2 separate regions of the Drosophila melanogaster genome follow, and region 2 is linked to region 1. The links are chromatin contacts, called in public Hi-C maps. All regions are on one chromosome and are shown on one strand. The core of a region is the stretch at or near the end of the contact, and the rest is flanking DNA. Distances in the headings are between cores, read along the strand shown.

Region 1 (3,631 bases), core at 783-3,282:
GGCCTCAGCTGTCGCGGGCAAAGGGAATGCGCCAGGGCCAGAGCGAGATGGCATGCAATGGCCATAGCCAAGTGATGGCGAGACTTTGTATTTGCGAGCGTTTTAATGTGTGTGTGTGTGGGGTATGACTATGATAACCGGCTTCAAACGTAAAAAAAGATCCCAATTTGCCAAGTAACATTTCCACAACTTCGAGATATTACTAATGCTTTTGAGGAAGGCTGGGATGACTTTGAAAAAATATCGGGTTGTCAGGGCCTTGAACATTGGGGTGTAAAAAAGCATTTACTGGACAAGGACAAACGACGCGCAGGCACTTTAAAAATAATTATCGAAGCACGCACGCTAGAACCACTCTACCTAAATACATATATAAATATATATGCTTGGGGGCAGCACTATTTCTGAATTATCAGCGCAAAAAGTAGGGTTAGGTTAATTTTATACGCTTCTTGCTTTTGCTCTGTTTTATTTTTTGCTGGATCTTTCTGCGGCGCTGGCAGTGTGTGCGTTTATGTGTGACTGTTGCGAGGCTGAGAGTGTGTGCGAGTGCCGTGTACAGCGTGTATTGGGTAACAGCGCCCGTAGAGCTGCGAAAACTCCGCCGTATAGTTGCATTAATGTAAATGCATCCAGGTGCCCGGCACACACGCACACAAACAATGCACATTTGCATTGCACTTTCACGCACACGCATCGCACACACACTTATCCCACACTCTCGCAAAAGTAACGGAAGCGATGACTGCACTACACGTTGCCTTGCCCACCACACACACACATCCTTATACCTTTTTCACCACCCTCAAAATTTCTAATCTGCTCCTAATTACTAACTTATTAATTAAATGGTAACTCCACAGCTCATTTTCTCCCTTCCCTCTTGCACGCTTCTTTCCCCCCGCTTCTTCTTTCTTCTCCTCGGTTACTACCTACGTTTCACATTTCTTGCATAAAATTTTTCTCCCGTTGAAAACTGATGTCTGTTCGCTTTTTTTTTAGACTATCATTTTGGTGTATCGCAAAGGGTTCTGTTCTTTCTTTTTTTAGTCCGTTTCGCAAAGTTTTTTGAGATATTCCTTTTTTCACATACCTTATTGATTCTTTTTAACGCCATTTTCTGATTGAAATTTGATTTTCTGGGTTGTGTGTGTGTTTGGTTGGTTGTGTGTGTGTTTGGTTGGTTGTGTGCTGGTGTTGGTGTCTCGCGTATTTCTTTTGTTCTTCGCACAGAATTGGGTTTTATTCAATATATAATCCTCCTGCTTAGAATTGAACGAAAAACGAAACACAAAGCTGCGTTGCGCCTCTAGAACTTTGATGCTTAAATATGGCTCTTTCGGTTGAGTGTCCCTTGTCACGAAATAAAGCAGCACCAGCGCACTGCAAGTAAAAACGGCGACCCGACGAAGACTACGGCGACGATTATTTTTTCACAATCAATGCGGGGCCTTTCGACCGTTTGTGCGATAGAGACGACCGTTAGTGAGCTGAGAACGCAACGAAGCACAATCGTTACACCGAAGTGTAAGCCCGAGCGAGAGGAATGGTGTGTCTGTGTCGTGTGGTAGTGTTGTGAAGCGGAAGTCCAGCAGAGCAGTCCAGCTATATGACCTTTTCGCTAGGGGTGGCCAGATCGATTGGGTGGCAACGCCTTTTAGGTGAGGGATGAATCAGTTAATTACAATTTGATTGCCAATGCAAGACTCTTCATACTCACTTTAGTTCGGGAACAGCCAGAAGAAATAGTTTTACCGGCAGCGAGGAGGTGTTATATTTTATTCGAACTACCTTCTTATCGATGGTGCGTGCGCCCAAAAGCTTGCAACTTGTATGTAAATTTGTTAACACCCAACGTGTTGCAGGCTGCCGGAATGTTTTTACTGAGCAATTTTGAGATGTTGGTAATCCGAGTTCTTGAAAACTTTCCGACTAGCTACTGAGTTCTACAACTGAATTGACAGGGCGTTATTTTAAAATTTAAATTCACTCCAGAGCGCTGGTCTGGCAAGGCCGACGTGCCAATTCAGGATACTTGTCGATATTTTCCGTTGTGCTATCGATAGTTTTTGGGAATAACAGGCGTTAGTAGATTTTTAGTATTTAGATTTTATTATCATAAGGATGAAAATATTTTTAACAAAATAAACTGGTTCATTTAATTTAACTTTTTATTTTCTCACTACTCCAAATGGCGCTTCCGCTGTCTGAAACTGCCGTTATAATAGTATGAACAGTTAAAACAATCGACGGTAGCTGAATTTAATCAATGCAGCCCTCTTACCCTATACATCGATAGTATCGCATAAACATCGATTTTGGTTCCAGCTCTAACTTTAACTGTCTGCAAAATATTTCAAACAAAAGTGTTTGTTAATTAAGTAATATACTTAATATTAGTGGCTGTTTTGCTTCGACATTGATCGAATTGCGGTTGTGCAAGTGTTTTGTTTGATTTGTTGGCGTGTTTTTCCTAGTTTGGCGGCCCTTTGAACTCGTTCGTGTATCGCCATCTCTCTCCCACCCCCGCAATCGGCTTCGTGCGTATTTTTTTGTGAATTTTTACACAGAACTCACACTTTTGTATGGCCCAAGAATTTGTACAATATTTTTGCACTTGAAAAACAAGAAATAATGAAGAAAGCCAAGATAAACGCGACGATGTGCAAGTGCTAATCATTCAGTTTTGGCAAGCGCTGAACTTCGCTGACTTCTTGAACAGCAAAAAAGATGGAGGAGGATAATGCCAAGGTCCTAAGTAATAACAACAAGAACAACAGAAACAACAATAAGGGACGCCAGCAGCTGCAGGGACACGCCCACAGCTCCGCCACCGCCCACGCCTCCGTCGATATATTTATATTCGATTTATAGTAGCTGTAGTTGTAGTCATGCCAACAACAAAAACGCAAACACAGACAACAACAACTTGCAGCGAAGAGGAAGAAGCGGCGATAATACGAGAAAATTGCGATACGCCAATGGCGACCCCAGCAAATGCAACAACAGCAAACACAACAACTGCAGCACCCATAACAACAACAACAACAACAGTAAATACGCGCAGACAAGAAGAAGCAGCAGCAGTAGCTTCCACACCTAGTGTTACGAAAACGGCAACAACAACAAACATACTAGCCGCTGCAGCGGGATGCCACAAGCCGTTATTCTTCAGCCGCCGCTTTCAGGACAAACGGAACTTTAGCTCGCTACCGCTCTTCGTCTACGCGACCTCGCCATCAACGCACGCCCACTCAGCGGACGGAGTAGGCGTGGCCAAGGAGGCAGCCGCGTTTTGCCACAAGGTGAGTTTGTTGCACAAAGAACCAGATAAACTTGTAATATTAGGAGAACAAGGAACTTCTATAATTGCCAATCAAATATAATATATCCCCTTTAAGTTATGTATTATAAAATGTAGTATTTTATTTAAACTTTGATAATGCCATTTGTATGTATTTAGATTTAACCCCAAAACAGGAAAAGAAAACCAAAAATAAAGAATTCTGGTTGGAACAGAGAGTTTCCAGTTCGAGGGATTCGTTTGGCATGTCACAGAATTGTAATTGTAATAAAACCCCCATGGGTTTTAATACTCATTTTCTACCTTCCACTCTGCCATCTCTTTTTT
Region 2 (3,631 bases), core at 701-3,200, 350 kb after region 1:
TCCAGCTGATTTGCATTTCCCTCGTTCGAACCCATTTCCATGTCACGTATTCGCGTATGCACATCTAATTTTCCGAGCTGCCAGGCCCAAGTATATATGTACATATGCAAAATATGGCTGTGCTAAGCTTAGAATCAAACTGCTCGCTCGTACTAAATAATAAACACCCACCAGCCGCAGTGCAAAACAATGCAAAAGTGGGGGACAATGCAACAGCGCCAATTGCAGCCAGTCGCTGTGGCAGTTGCAGTTGCGTTGCTAAGTGCACGGGCTTCCATTTGGTGGCGGTGTGTGCCAATGTCAAGCTGCCCCTTTGGCTTCAATAGATGGCACACATGGATGCCAGACAAAGGCATAGCCACAGCTCAAGCTCGAGCCCAAGAACTTTGGTTATGCAAAGAGTGTGTTCGTTCGTAAGTCTTGCAGTCGCAAGCAAAAGTTTCGAATCCAATACGCCCACCAGCACACCAGCCAGACCGAACATATGTATTTGTTATTGTCTTGCGGGGGTGCGGCGCATTTAGCTAGATTCTAGCTGGGCGATCGATAAACTATGCTAGCATTGTTTTTAAAAATCAGCGGAAATTTTACAAGTCAGCAAACAAACCACACTTCGCATTCTAAACTATTGGAACACAAGAAATATAATATAATATTCTTATCACACTCCTCATGTTGCAATAATGGTTGTACAAATACAAAGGTATGTAAGGTTAGCGCACTTGGGTAGGTCTTTTATGCTATTTCATGGTCTTTCAGAAGCCCATCATCAACGAAATCTGAGGAGATAGGTCATTAGGTTAGCCATAATTGCAATCATTCTTAAAAGCACACGCTTGCATAATAAACGTAAGTCGAATCTAGATTTTTCCATAATTGGGCTATTTTCAAGCCAGATTCGAATGACGGCCCAACAGCACCGCTGGAACACATGCGCGTGTACGGCTTAGCGGAGAGAGCTTGTGTGTGTGTGCGTGTGCCGCGATAGTGCGCGAGTGTGTGTGTGAGCGAGAGAATTTTATTGATTAGTCACAAGGCTAAATAAGCTGCCGAGTTTACTGAGCAGCTGAGATTTCTAACAACAATCACAATAAGAATCTAGCAACTTTCCAATTGGACGGCCCAGGTGTGCAGGAGAAATTGTTGAACCCCAGTTCGCAATGCGTACGATATGTTCAAAACTCACCTTCAACTGCGCCAAATTGTTGTCCCTCGCTGCGTTGAAAACAATGAATTTGTAATCCATTTTTGTGATTCAGTTATTTGGCATAAATGCCACAGCAAGCAGCACGTTGAAAAATAATGATTTTAGGTAATTTTATGTCGCCTTTGCTTTGCTTCTTTCTTCGCCTTCGTCAAGAGAAAGAGAGGGCACGAGCGAGAGAGTGAAAGAGAGCGGCGAGATTCAGATTCTTGAGGATGCTGTTGCTGCCTTTTTTGCCTAGCAATTTATTTGTTGTTTGGTTTTTCAATTTTCTGCACAAAAGAACTTTCCAACCGAGCGAATATATGTACATATAATATGTGTAACGATTGCGATTGCGTTTTTGCCCGTACTTTTTATTGCTTCCGTGTCTTCCTGGCAATCGAATTGCATACAAACATACATATATCTTTTTGCGCACTTTGCATTCGCCTTTCGTGTTTCTTTTCTTTTTTTGCTTTCTTTCTTTTTCGGTCTCAGGAAGACGAAAATTGCATTTCCCTACTTCGACCCGCTGGCGATTTGTAATTGTAGCTCTCTAATTCGGTTACTAGAGCATCAAACGGCGCACTTTTACGATTCGTTTTGATTTAACATGGTATTCAGCACAAATCCAAATCCCTTCCCGAGTTTTTCGAAAACTCGTCCGACAGCCAGGAAAGCAGATCGATTGTGATGCTCTAAAATCGCTCGCGAGGAGTCGCGCTGTTTTGAACCGTCCCGCCCGCGATTGCAAAATAAAATGCCGTTTTTCAGCTGTGGCTGGTCATTTTTTTCCGTTTGTTTTCGCGTTAGGCGATTTGATTGAGAAGCGAAGTTGCGGTCACACTTGGCGTATTTACAGTATTTTTATATGGACCTGCCATCTCAAATTTTACACGTGTACGGAGTTGCCATCTTGATTTCTAAACGTCCGCAAGTGCACATGTATTTACATCAGTATGGCAGCTCCTGACAACTGCATATGTTAGGATGGCAACATAAAATGTGAGTAGCGCAGCAACCAGCAACAATCAGCATCAAACAGTAGCGGACAAAAGATTATTGCCACAAAATCCGGATATAACAATTTGAATTTGTATTTATCATTATTTTACTTTGGTTTTATTTATTGAATTTATTCCATACAATTTCATATGCATTTTGTATTTGTTTTCATTAAATCATAAACAGTTACATTGTTTTACATTGTACATTTGATTATGCTTTACTTAATAGGTATTATTATTTTAGTTCATATTTGTATATATCTTGTTTGTATATGTCATACGGTTATGTTTATTAAGAATACGTGTGTGTTTGTCTCAACGGAAAATCCAAAACAAAATGAAAACAATGGATTATCGATTAGTTATATTTAAACGGGTTATTCTTGAGTTTCTGCTTACTTTGATTAACGTTTAATCATATTGTGTACCATAATATAATTAGTTAAAGCTACAACTTAGTGCGCATTCTTGTACTTCAGCAACAACTACAACAAAAGATATGACACATAAACAATAACAAAAAAGTTGATCGTTTCTAACAACAACGAACGTATAAAATAATTCTTTTAAAACATTTGTTGTTAAACAAAGAAAATGTAAAAGTTTTGTTTTCAATAATTATTTTTTTTTTGCTTTTACTTTTTCCATTTTTTTATATCACAAGTTAAAATTTTGATTATTGTTTGGTCAATTTTATTATAATATTTATATGTATAGTACTTGTATATATGTATATGGTATTAGGTATGTGTGTAAATTATGTACATAAGAAAATATACTAATAGCATAATTTAATAAACATATTTCCGTAAGTTTCTCATATAAATTGGTCTAGATAATCAAGTCATGGTGTTTCATTAAATGGGGTTCCTCTTTTGGGCTGAGGAATTGGTTGAGTGCTTTTCTTAAGGGACTTGGTATACAGAGCAGTTCTAACGATTCGAGAGTGATATAAATATAGTTAAAAATATATGTTTGTTTTAGGAGATTAGAGAGAAATTCGAGTTAGTTGCATGCGTTAAGTTAAGAGAGTGTTCTTTTAATGATAATTTATCGAATTTATTTAGAAATATTTTGTAAGAAGGTCCTAGAGATGTGGTGGCACGATTAAAGTATAGGGATATATAACACGATATGGCAATTGCGAAAAATGAAAAAGAAGAAACCGAACAATTCACACATTTGTAGATATGTAGTGTTGTACGTTCCATGCTATTTTGAAGACTATAACAAAATTGAATATTCTTTTGAAGTTTAGCAAGTCTAAGATATGTTACAGATATTTAGGCTCTATCCCTTCAAAATATTCTTTGCCATTCATTTGTGCGTCCACATAATAGTTTCGATATGTATTTCAGCAAAATATATCCCTAAGCTCTTTAAACGCACTCCACCACATCGACTAAGATGTCTTCCTATGAGCTGTCACATTCCAGTT

Evidence for each region. Hi-C and Micro-C count contacts between places; a contact is called where the count stands out from the background.
Region 2: a Hi-C map of the S2 cell line shows a contact between it and region 1, with 9 times the contacts expected there. A contact is called at or near these places in 8 of 107 Hi-C or Micro-C datasets (the D17-c3 cell line, the Kc167 cell line, the S2 cell line and 3 more) and 1 of 7 datasets of targeted methods (the Kc167 cell line).

The regions. Positions count from the first base shown.
Region 1 is chr3R:14,739,287-14,742,917 of dm6, forward strand. It overlaps eff (effete), which reads right to left and starts at 2,033. Exons shown (of 6, transcript NM_169601.2): 1 at 1,721-2,033; 2 at 1,094-1,654. The coding sequence starts at 1,117. It overlaps jvl (javelin-like), which reads left to right and starts at 2,296. Exons shown (of 6, transcript NM_142132.4): 1 at 2,296-3,305. The coding sequence starts at 2,892.
Region 2 is chr3R:15,093,681-15,097,311 of dm6, forward strand. It overlaps CG6966, which reads right to left and starts at 1,951. Exons shown (of 5, transcript NM_001300404.1): 1 at 1,187-1,951. The coding sequence starts at 1,246. It overlaps CG42788, which reads right to left. Exons shown (of 10, transcript NM_169609.4): 10 at 2,277-3,631.